Linked DNA regions of Mus musculus: regions 1 and 2 are each linked to region 3. A link is a contact called in public HiChIP or PLAC-seq data. All regions are on one chromosome and are shown on one strand. The core of a region is the stretch at or near the end of the contact, and the rest is flanking DNA. Distances in the headings are between cores, read along the strand shown.

The links. HiChIP or PLAC-seq counts read pairs in DNA pulled down with a chosen protein or histone mark.
Region 1: a contact with region 3 is called in a FOXA1 HiChIP or PLAC-seq map of pancreatic cancer cells. The contact joins two enhancer-like sites. A contact is called at or near these places in 1 of 115 datasets of contacts at active chromatin or transcription factors (pancreatic cancer cells) and 1 of 9 other capture datasets (adipose tissue).
Region 2: a FOXA1 HiChIP or PLAC-seq map of pancreatic cancer cells shows a contact between it and region 3. The contact joins two enhancer-like sites. A contact is called at or near these places in 1 of 39 promoter capture datasets (cranial neural crest) and 1 of 115 datasets of contacts at active chromatin or transcription factors (pancreatic cancer cells).

What each region holds. Positions count from the first base shown.
Region 1 is chr19:43,549,542-43,553,317 of GRCm38.p6, forward strand. The region is part of intron 2 of Gm34636 (a long non-coding RNA gene); the gene reads right to left. Among named protein-coding and RNA genes, the nearest start is that of Gm34636, 18 kb to the right of the region's middle. Within about 2 kb of position 1,735, at least 33 of the 459 cell types and tissues checked have an H3K27ac peak or open chromatin away from gene starts, as enhancers often do. A contact at or near this core is called in pancreatic cancer cells, where this site is marked.
Region 2 is chr19:44,933,379-44,937,693 of GRCm38.p6, forward strand. Slf2 (SMC5-SMC6 complex localization factor 2) reads left to right here. Exons shown (of 20, transcript NM_001081225.2): 2 at 734-777; 3 at 1,555-2,288. Among named protein-coding and RNA genes, the nearest start is that of Slf2, 4.4 kb to the left of the region's middle. Within about 2 kb of position 1,828, at least 6 of the 459 cell types and tissues checked have an H3K27ac peak or open chromatin away from gene starts, as enhancers often do. A contact at or near this core is called in pancreatic cancer cells, where this site is marked.
Region 3 is chr19:44,223,935-44,227,867 of GRCm38.p6, forward strand. The region is part of intron 2 of Scd3 (stearoyl-coenzyme A desaturase 3); the gene reads left to right. It also overlaps a transcript of Pkd2l1 not described here. Among named protein-coding and RNA genes, the nearest start is that of Scd3, 23 kb to the left of the region's middle. Within about 2 kb of position 1,952, at least 39 of the 459 cell types and tissues checked have an H3K27ac peak or open chromatin away from gene starts, as enhancers often do. A contact at or near this core is called in pancreatic cancer cells, where this site is marked.

The DNA.
Region 1 (3,776 bases), core at 485-2,984, 670 kb before region 3:
GCACATGCACACATACACACACACACACACTTGGCTTTTTTTCCTTCCAGTTTTTCAAGATAGGGTTTCTCTGTATAACACTGGCTGTCCTGGAACTCTGTAGACCAGGCTGGCCTCGAACTCAGAAATCCGCCTGCTTCTGCCTCTCAAGTGCTGAGATTAAAGGCATTTGCCACTACTGCCTGGCTCACACACACACTTTTAAGCAAAGAAAGAATCTAGTGTTTCGATAACTTTAAAGCCTTTAAGACCCTGATAGAAAAGGAGTAAGCTGCGGCTCCTGCAACCCAGAATAACTGCCCAGCACAGGAGAGTTTGCTAAGCAAAAATGCTTCGTTTGAAAATGTAGTCTGTTATTTGGCCACGGGACGGAATGGACTGTGTTTCCAAGTAGCTAGTTTTTCTGTCCCCGGATTTGAGGGTTCAAGCAGCAAATTGCCAGATGGGTTCTGGGACAGGAAAGAATTTTGTTCCAGAAGTCCCTGGTTCCAAAGGAAGCACACCCGAGATGTCCCCACTGTGAGGAACAGAGCAGCAGAGAGTGGGCTGTGGCCGGAGCATGCAGGTCTGTAAGAGCGTGAGATCCCCCTGCCACGGCACTGGAGGCATTGGAACCCCGACCTTGCACTGTAAATAGTGAAGCTATGTCTTCGAAGCCTCCCGTGGAAAGGCGATTCATGGAGTGTATCAGAAGACAAATGTCTTGACTCCTTCTCTCTTCAACTCGGAGGCTCAGAACTGAAAGTATGAAAGGAGTTACACAATAGGGGGAGGACCAGAATCCTGAAGGATCCTGAATTTCTGCCTTTGAACAGAAGGGCAAAATGCAGAAGATGATATCTTGAATCAAGCACTGAAAAATATGCAAAAGACTAATCAGGGAGGAAACAGTTGTTGTAATTAACCAGTTATATGATGCAAAGATCCCACAATAGATGTCAGCTGCCACTTTGAGGGGAAAAAGAGAGACCTCGGTATCTGGGGAAGAGGTTCTCATCTCTTCCCTAGGTACCTTGGCCATCCAAATTTTTTAAAAAAGAGCTAATTAGATACACTGGCACACGCCTATAAGCCCTCATGGGCGGTGGGAGGCAGGGCAGAAGCAGGAGGATCAAGGTTATCCTTAGCTACACATGGAGTTGAAGGCCGGTCTGTAGAACACAACACTGTCTAACGGTAAGGCTGGGGTTGAACCTCACTGGAGTTTGGAAGCCCCGCCTCTCCTAGCAGCACTGGCCCCGCCCTTTCTTCCTTTATTTCCCTCGGATGCCCTTTCTTCACTGTGCTTGCTCTTACTGGAGTGGGCGGTCTTGAGAACCTTCAAGGCCCCTTCCACCTTTCTGAGTCAGCACTTCTTATGTAATGCTTCTCCTTGCTTCCCCTGCTGTCTCCCTTACTTACTAAAGTTCAGGCAAGGGTGACGACTATGTGATGGGTTAATGGCTGAGCCATCTCTTTGCTGGTGGATAAAGCCTGGAAAACTTGGCTCCAGGCCCACAAAGGAGTCATTTTGGCATCAGATATTAGTCATCACTAATCAAGTGGAAGTTCTATCCCCAAATACCGAAGCATTATCTTACTAGCAACAATGAATGATGATAGATGAAGCAATTTAACGAGTCCTTTAATGCTTTAAGTTAAACCAGTAGCCGCTGGCTTGAGCTCACTAACCAATCGGGGCAGCTCTAGATCCTATGTGTGGAAGAATAATGGCCACTCCTGCCTGACGTTCTTGTAGCAGCACCATCTAGGTGCGGCCGGCCACATGCTTGTGAGTCATCCACTCCAGTGAGGCGAGCCCCGTCATTGTCATCCTCAGTTGACATCGGAGGCACCAGAAGTCACTTTACCAACATCACTCCGCTTGTGACACCCCGGGATTCAAATATGTAGGGAGGGAGTTTACCAACTGGGTCCATGGGTCCCCCTCTGTATCAAGCAGAATCCAGTTAATGACTCAAGCTTGAGTCTACGAGGCACAAGGTCCCAGGTCCATCTCTCCTCTCCTCTAACATTAATTTTGAGGCTTTGTTGCTAGAGCTGCTCCTCCGTGCCCTTTCTCACTGTGTCATCTGAGAGTCAGCCTGCTTTAACCTGTCTGTTTTCCTGTCTTGACCTGCAGATGCCCACGCTGAGAGACTCTTGCCCTGGAATCCGCCCCTTCTTCCCCCATCTCTCACTCATCTGTCCACAGTCCAGACTGCAGCAGGCTCTCCCAGCCAAGGCGCTGTTAACCCCCTACACCTCACAGCACAAGCTCCCAATCCCTGTGATGTCTACCTGTGCTTCTTGTTCCCTCTTAATCCAGGCGAGGCACATAAGCCTCCCAGACAAGAATCTCTCCCAACAATCATGAGCAGGGCATCTTCTTCCAAACGCCTTTCTACCCACAGCGACTCTCCAATGAACCTTCCCTTGGTCTCTCTACTAGGACTTTAAAAAGTTCTTAACTTTGAGAGACTGTGCAGCATTTCTGGGTAACAAGGATTTGAAGATAAAAGTGGATAAAAATGTTTTCAATATGATATTATAATCATTAAAAGTCATATTACACTGTCATTTTCACCTTAGCATTACTTTTTTTTTTACTCCAGTTTAAAGTTTACCTGAAAGGAATGAACTGCTATTTAAAATTATAATTCTGACTTTTTTAAGAACAATTTTCCCATCTTCTCATTGCCTTCCCGCCTTCCCTACTCCCTCTCGGCATACAAAGTGATAGAATCTGCATGAATAGGGGCAGATACTCTATGGCTATGGGTAAATATTAGCCAATGACTAAGTGAATTAATCTAATAGCCTCTGGTATTATCCTTTGGCTGTCTTGCAATGCAAATCATTTCCTTTCCTTTTACTATCACCAGCAGTCATGCATTCAACTCAAACAGTGGTTTGCTTATGGCTCTGTGGGCTTCATAAATGCACAGTCTGCTAAGTGCAAGATGACAAAAGGACACTTGCTCAAGTGATTCAGAGGACACTGACTGACGGGGGCTCAAAGCCCTCCTTGTGGGTAAAATGGACACATTGCCACAATGCTCTGGGAGCATTAAGGGCAGAACAAGAACCTCAGGGCAGTGACTCTCAACCTTCCTAATGCTGTACCCCTTTAATAGAGCTCCTCGTGTCATGACGCCCCCCAACCATAAACATATTTTGTTGCTACTTCATAACTGTAATTCTGCTACTGTTGTGGATTATAATATAAATAATTATAATAAAATATCTGGTAGTCAGGCTATCTGATATGCAACCTCCAAAGGGGTCACAACCAACAGGCTGAGAACCACCTCCTTGGGGTTTCATGGACCACTGTGCCCTCTGACCTCAGTCTTCCCTGCCTACCCTGAGATCTCACAGCCAGTGAGATTCTGGAATTTGAACACATTCTCAACTCTGAGGATGCCTTGTGGGTCAACCTTGATGGTTAAACTCCTGTCAAGTCCCCCTCTTGCTGAGAGTTCAACACATTTTTCTCTGCCCCTCCATAGGAAGAAGGGACACTAGGATCCAGGTATGGAAGTTGACGGTTGCTACTTTAATCCTGGAGAGATGTGAGTTACTCACTGAAGTCAGTGATCTGCCCAGCCCCTCAGACCTGCTAGGAGCCAGGGAGGGGTGACGATGGGAGAAGAATTTGTATCCTTCTGCTCATGCATGGACTTGAGGCTACAAGGGGTGGCCTTGCAGTTAATAATGACAGAGTGGGTCATTGTTGTTTTGTCTTGTTTTGTTTTCTGGTAGAAGTTTAGTTTAGTTTTATCTTACTTTTGTAG
Region 2 (4,315 bases), core at 578-3,077, 710 kb after region 3:
TGGCTTCTTTGCAAGAGCAACACATGTTCTTAACCACTGAGCCATCTCTTCGCCCCTTGAATCTTTGCTTTTTTGTTCTGTTTTATTTTGTTTTGTTTGATTTGCTTTTCAAGAAAAGGTCTCATTGTGTAGCCCTTACCAGGCCTAGAATTCACTCCATAGACCAGACTGGTCTCACATTTACATAGATACATCTGCCTTGTCTCCTGAGTACTGGAATTAAAAGGTGTGTGCTACTGCTCCTGGCTAATCTTAAGGAATCTTAGATCTTTAAGAAGAAAGTTTGAAACACAAGTTGTGGCTCATCCTAGCTTTTGCTGTTAGTTTAGGATCTTATAAAACATAAGAGATCAGTGTAAGAGTCACGGCTGATCCTCTCTACCTTTGCCTTGCATGTTCCTTTTCAGATCAACCCAATTGTTCTCTTTCCCATCTGCTGTTCTGCTCATGTTGCAAGTCTCTGTTAGACAGGTCTGTGATCTCTAGTATTTATCAGGTTTCTGTTTAAGTCTCAATTGTGTTTATAAACTTAGCAAAAAAATGGCTATATATTTTTTTAAATTTTCCCTTGTGGCTTAGCAAACTATGATTGACATTTTCAGTACTTGATTAGTTAAATAAGAAAGTGGAATTCAGCCCGTATTATATATCTAACACTCACGACTTGATCTAAAGTATTGAGGTTTGAATATTTGGTGTTGTGATGTCATATTAGCTGTGCTTTTATTTTCAGGAAACAGTCAATCATAGATTTCTTCAAGCCAGCTGCAAAACAAGGTATGCATGGTAATGTATTTTTGATGGGTTGTCTTAGAGAGCCTCCAGACTTTTGATTATACTGTTCAGGATTAAGAAATGTTTGTTATAATGAAAATGTGCTCAACAGTAAACCATCTCTTCTATAGTCTTTTTTTTTTTAAGATTTACTTTATGTATATGAGTACACACTATAGCTGTACATATGGTTGTGAGCCTTCATCTGATTGTTGGGAATTGAATTTAGGACCTCTGTTCACTCCCACTCCAGTCAACCCCACCTGCTCAGTCCCTGCTCGCTTTGGCTCAAAGATTTATTTATTATTCTACATAAGTACACCGTAGCTGTCTTCAGATGCACCAGAAGAGGGCATCAGATCTCATTACGGATGGTTGTGAGCCACCATGTGGTTGCTGGGATTTGAACTCAGGACCTTCAGAAGAGCAGTCAGTGTTCTTACCTGCTGAGCCATCTCAACAGCCCTCTACATTCTTAACATTAAAAAAATTCCAGCTTATAGTGCTTATATTATTTGTGTTCTCTAGTAAAAAGCTCACAAAAAAAGCTATAGTGAGCTTAGTTGATGTAGCAGAAGGGATTCATGAAACTTCATAAAAGATAACCCTATTTCTTAGTTTCTCTCATTCCCCCAAAATATATTTTATCACCACATATTAATTGGATTGAATTTTTTAGTAGCTTCAGTACAGTTAATAGCTAATATAAACATTAATAGACACATCAGTTTATTTTTAATAATGTGTGATTTATATGTGTTTTAATTGTGGCTGTTTTAGACAAACATATGTTGGATTCGCCTCAAAAATCAAACATCAAATACAGAGGAAATGGATTATCCATCACTGGGACAGAGCAATTTGAAAGGAAATTATCTTCACCAAAAAAACTTAAACCTAAGAGGATGTCATCAGAAGAAAGTCCTATTTTAGAGGCTTTCATGAAAGGTGGGAAGGAGCACCACAAAGATCGTGGTGTCCATGAGTCACGGCGGCCTTGTATGTCTCTAAGCAAATATTTACCCAAAGGAGCTGGCATCTATGCTCCTTCCTCTTATCGATTGCCCAAAGAGATCAAGGCACAGAAGAAAAAACACCAGTCTCCTGAGAGAAGGAAGTCACTGTTCATTCATGAAAGTAACAGGGAGAAGAATGACAGAGATCGAGGCAAGAACAGTGAAGACTCCAGAAAACAGGCCACAGCCACAGAAGGTGACATCTTCAAGCATAGCTCCAGAAGTATTAGTAGCAGAAGCAGCCTGTCCAGGCACCATCCAGGAGAAAGCACACTGGGGGCTAGGTTCCAGCTGTCATTAGCTTCTTACTGCCGAGAGCGAGAACAGAAGAAGTTGAGAAAGGAACAAATGGAGCAGAGAATCAACTCGGAAAATTCTTTCTCAGAAGCAAGCAACCTTTCCTTAAAGTCGTCTGGTGTAGGGAAAAACTGTAAGCCGAGGCATGAGCATAGCAAGCACACTGAGGCTGTACCTGGGAAGAGTAATCTCTCAACTCTGGTATGTACAGTAACTACTGCTGTACCATGCTCAGACCTAAGTCTACAGATACTTATTAACCCATAACATAGTTAAGGAAATAGAGGTGCACAACTTGGGCTGATGCTGGTTTCATTAGGTTATCTCTACTCTTCATTGAATTCTATATGTTTATTTTATTTATTTTGGTTTTTTTCAAGATAGGGTTTCTCTGTGTAGCCCTTGTTTTCCTGGATCTCCCTTCATGGACCAGACTGGCTTTAAATTCTCAGAGCTCCACTTGCCTCTGCTCCTGAGTGCTGAGATTAAAGCCTTGCACCACCACGGCCAGCTAAATTCATTCTTAACCCTAATTTTTACAGACCAGGATCAACGTTTGTTTGTTTTTTTTTTTTAACTTTTTTTTTTTTAATTGATTCTATGTATGTGAGTACACTGTAGCTGATGTGGTTGTTGGGGATTGAATTTTAGGACCTTCTGCTCGCTCTGGTCAACTCAGCTTGCTCAGTCCCTGCTTGTTCCAGCCCAAAGCTTCATTTATTATTATACATAAGTTCACTGTAGCTGACTTCAGACACACCAGAAGAGGGCGTCAGATCTCATTACAGGTGGTTGTGAGCCACCATGTCGTTGCTGGGATTTGAACTCAGGACCTTCAGAAGAGCAGCTAGTGCTCTTACCCATTGAGCCAGCTCCTTAACATTTTTTTTTAATGGTTCCTCTTCTCCCCCTCCCCCCCCCCCCCCAGGACAGGGTTTCTCTATATAGCCCTGGCTGTCCTGGAACTCACTTTGTAGACCAGGCTGGCCTCGAACTCAGAAATCGGCCTGCCTCTGCCTCCCGAGTGCTGGGATTAAAGGCAGGCGCCACCATGCCCAGCTCCCTCTTCATTTTTTATATGCATTGGTGTTTTGCCTGCATGTATGTCTGTTGGCGGGTGTCAGATACCCTGGAACTGGAATTACAGATTGTAAATGCCATGTGGGTGCTGGAAATTGAACCCAGGTCCTCTGAGCTATCTCTCCAGTCCCACAAAGATGTTTTCTGATGAAACATTAGAATGAAACATTCTTTCAGGCAGATATTGTAATTTTTTTTAAAGATTTGCCAAAGGGAGGTGCTTAAGGAATGGCAAATACAGAAGAGTAGGAAACAACTTAGACTAGTGCTTCTCAAAATGTCCTCAGAGCAGTAGCAGCAATGGCCCTTGGAAATTTGTCTAAATGCACTCTCTATCCCAGTAAGAAACAGTGGAGTCAGAGCACAGCAGTCTTCAGTTAAAAGCCTCCAGATATCTGCCCTCTGAAAGTTGAAGAGCCACTGTTTCAGATTATATGTAAATCTTCGATTTATTTGCTTTATTTGAACGTATATGTGGAGGCCAAAAGAAACTGCCAGATCCCCTGGATTAGGGTTACAGGTGGTTGTGAGCTGTGCCGTGTGTGTGCTAAGAATCAGTCTCAAGTTCTACAAGAGCACAGTAACTCTTAACCGATGAACTCTCCAGCCTCATATATAAATCTTAGATCATTGATTAGGTATGGGTCTTAGAAACATGCCTGATGACTTAGAAAACTATACATATATTTTAGTCCTACCTATCACATTTTTCTTTTCAGAATTCAGAATCAGACTAGCATTAAAGCTTTTCTTCTTCCCTAGAACGTCAAGTTATTAATTTTAAATTGTATCTACATAAAGAACAAATAACGTCAGATATAAACAAAGTACATACTTATAATACTTAAGAGGCTAAGGTAAAGGATTATGAGTTAGAGACTATCCTGGCCTACATAGCCTACTCCTGTCTCAAAAACAAAAAGCTCAAAGCTGGGAATGCACCTAACTGGTTGAGCACTTGCCAAGCATGGAGAAGCCTGGGTCGAGTGCCCAGCACTGCAGAGAAGCGCTACGTTTTCTAAGTTACTATGAAAATTTCAAATCACAGAAACAAAAAATAAACTATAATGTTCTAGGTGTAAGTAAAAAGAAATCTCAAAAAAAAAAAGTAAATCTCAACATTGTATATTAATAGAAGGTATTTGTGA
Region 3 (3,933 bases), core at 702-3,201:
GGCTAAAAAAGGAATAACAGTGTTAGGAGGGGTGATAGATCCAGATTACCATGGGGAAATTGGATTACCTCTTCACAATGGTGGTAAGCAAGATTATGTCTGGAGTGTAGGAGATCCCTTAGGGCGTCTCTTAGTACTACCATGTCCTGTGATTAAAGTCAATGGGAAACTACAACAGCCTAATCCAAGCAGGATGACAAAGGACGCAGACCCATCAGGAATGAAGGTATGGGTCAATCCTCCAGGAAAAGAGCCAAGACCTGCTGAGGTGCTGGCTGAAGGAGAAGGAAATACAGAATGGGTAGTAGAGGAAGGTAGTTATAAATACCAATTAAGGCCACGTAACCAGTTGCAGAAACGAGGATTATAAAGTAATATGAATGCCCATTGTAAATTTACAAATGCGTTTGCGATTGTACGAGGAATAGTTATATCATGTTAGGCGTATTTACAACCTTGTTATTGTTTCATGTGAACATGAGATATTATTTGTGTCAAGTTGACAAGGGGTGGATTGTAGTGGCTATTCCTGGTTGTCAACTTGACAATATTTGGAATGAATTACAATCCGGAATTGGAAGGCTCACCAGTGACCCTTATCTGGAGGCTTGGAGATCCTTATCTGGATCTTGGTTTGAAGATCTTGAGCCACAGTGGCTATGAATTCCAGAAGATTGAATCTCCGAGTTTAAGGAACACACCTTTAATCTGGGCTACGCCTTTCATCTGGGATTAAAGGTGTGGTGGAACACACCTTTAATCTGGGCTCCACCTTCTGCTGGAGACAATATAAGGACATTGGAAGAAGGGAGTCTAGCTCGAGCCCTTGCTCCTTCGCCTGCTTGCTGCGTGAGACTGAGTAACTGCTAGATCCTTGGACTTCCATTCACAGCTGCGACTGAACAATTGTTGGGAATTGGGCTGCCGACTGTAAGTCATCAATAAATTCCTTTACTATCTAGAGACTATCCATAAGTTCTGTGACTCTAGAGAACCCTGACTAATACAACCTTCGTGACCAAAGCAATTGGCAGAATAAGATCATGACTCCATGTCACGAGGACTGTCACTCCAGCACCCCTGTTAAGATAGCATTGTCTGTACTCTGGAGCCAATGCGCCTTGGTGATCTGCAGTGTGGAGCAGATTCGGACACTTTTCTTGGTACTCTGGCTCTGCTTTAAGCCTTCCTTCCCTTTCCTCCTGTGACGTCAGGGTTTGCCCTCCACTGGCTTCTCTGTCCAGGTACAGTTAGATCCTCTTCATGGGAAGACCCCAGTCACCACTGAGTCAGAGGCTGCAAACCATCTGAGGCCTCATCCCAGTTCAGAAGGATACGGTCAGCCCTTCCCTAGGGCAGACACCATCTCTATGGTTGTCCTGAGGTCCTATAGAAGGACCAGATGACACACAGGAGGCAGAAGAGAGGAGGAAAGAGACCACTTAGAAAACCGTTAACTCTTGATACAGAGGGACACATAGCAGTTTGTGCAATGTTTGGTATCTCCAATCTCAGCTAAGTTCTGTAGCCGCAGAGGTTCTATGGTTTCCAGATGGCCTTTAGGTACTAACAAGGCCTCAGTCCCACCTCCTAGTTCTACCAATCTGAGCAACAGATGGGTACACCCAGTGTCCACTCCGCATTAGAGAGACTGATCTTGTAGGCTTTGAGTTGGAGTGCTGCATTCCTATGAAATGTATGATACAGCTGAGACTGGATCAGTGCTCGGACCCTGCATGAACACTTAGCTTTTAACTTCATCAACATACTTACCAGGATAGTAAATAGCTAGAGACTGTTGGTGTTCAGACATCGCCACACAAACGGCGTGAACACTGATCTCAGTTAACTACTCAGAATAGTTATTGACTGCACTTTAATACTGGTCAGATCAGGAACAGAGCCCAGAATTATCAGAACTATGACAACAGATATCTTTTCCTGTCAGCTCACAAAGGATAAAACCACAAAAGCCACAGTGAGTTCACACACAGGAAGTACTGCCGGGTGGTCAGCTCTGACTCAAGTGATTTCAGACATAACAGTTCAAATTGTCCTTTGATTTGATGGGTCCTACACAAAGCTTTGTGGAATTTCTTAAGATTAGCAAAACTCATACCGCACATTCAGAACATACAGAACAAAACAGTATGTGGTCAGTATGTCCTTGAGCCAAGTCACTTCTGTGTATCTGGCAGGCATGTTACAGCAACAATATGAAATAGCTGACAGGCATGGTACAAAATGGCTACAGCTATGCTTGGAGGGGGAGGTGTCAAACCATAGCATTCCACCCTTTTTTGAGCTGTCCCAATGAGTCAAATCATTGACTCAAAATTTTTCTTTTCTGATGCTGGGCGTGGTGGCGCATGCCTTTAATCCCAGCACTTGGGAGGCAGAGGCAGGCAAATTTCTGAGTTTGAGGTCAGCCTGGTCTACAGAGTGAGTTCTAGGACAGTCAGGGCTACACAGAGAAACCCTGTCTCAGAAAAAAAAATTCTTTTCTGAGGCCAGGAGGACAAACTTTTATATCAGTCTTTGTTGGCTTAAATGTTTGACATTTTGATCTCCCTTCATAAGTGTTGCTTCTCTCATGCTGGTAGGTCTTGCTATGCTCATGCTTTTTAGGAAAGGCATTATTAGTGTTGGCACTGCCCTGGCCATCTGGGAATGGTGTAGAAGTCCCAGGTGTCCCTAACCTCCTTCTCCAGGATAATACTGTACCAGAGGCTACAGATGTACAAGTATGCAAAATTCAGAAGTTTCAGTGATGCTAAAGGGACTGATACAGGGGGTCAGTGCCAAGGCACAAGCAAACCAAGTGCCTTTTGGCGGTACTAAAGAGTAAGGGGAAACTCCTGCATTAGCATCTGTACATTATTACGGTGTTGCAGGTACTGAGACCGATATCTTATATAAGCAGAGAGACCTTGTCCTTTCTAGGACAGGGAGAGGGCATTAACATTCTCTTGGAACCACTGATGTCTAAGACCCTGTTCCTAGTGACCTGGACTCTCTGGATGGTGAATATCATCCCAGGGTCATTACCAGATGCATAAAGGAGGAGCCCCCAAATCTACCCTGTATCTCATAAATCATTTGTATCATTTTTATCTTAATTTGAGTGGGGTTGGTCTTCCCAAGTTTTCTAGACTGACTCAACCTTCTGTGGCTGAATATACTTATCTTTATCAGTTACCCAGGAAGCTAATGCTTTATCGCCCCACATATCACAAAAGCACACACCATGTCCCCTGCAAGTCAGGGTCTTCAACTGAGGGGCAGGCATATACCTGAAGGGTGGCCAAAGTATTTTCCATATTCTGGATCCTATATCCAAAGACCTAGAGAATGAGGGAACATATATGTTTGTGGCCTTTGGGCACCTGTTCCATTTTGGCCCAAACAATTTACATACGTCAAACGTGAGGGCGGGGGGAACCATAAGCAATGTTATTTAGGCTTCCGTCCGTAGTTCTAATCGATGTTCATGTGTGTTGTACTGGAGCATGTCCCTCAGCAGCCCAAGGCAACATGAAATAGAAAGCAAACCTCTGGAATCTTTTATCTGTCTGATTTTTAACGGGTTCTGTGGGTGTTGTCTAACAACCCATTGCTGGGATCCAGATGTTTTGGGGAAGGGGGTGGTGAACTTCAGAAGAGAGCGATTAATCCAGGATTGGATCCCATCTATTTTCGTGGCCATGGGGTGGTCAGGATGACAAAGTGGAGTCCTTTTCTGAGTGGGCCTGGGGGAGTTCCTGTTTGACTCAGCATTTCAGCCAGTAAGGTGGGATAATGGACAGATGTCATATCTTCCTTCTGTAACTGCTTACTGTTGACATTAGGACCTTGTCCAAGGGGCCCAGGAAGGCTAGGCAATGGGGCGTTTCTTAGAAGCATTTACTTAGCTTTATCCAGATGAAAGACGAG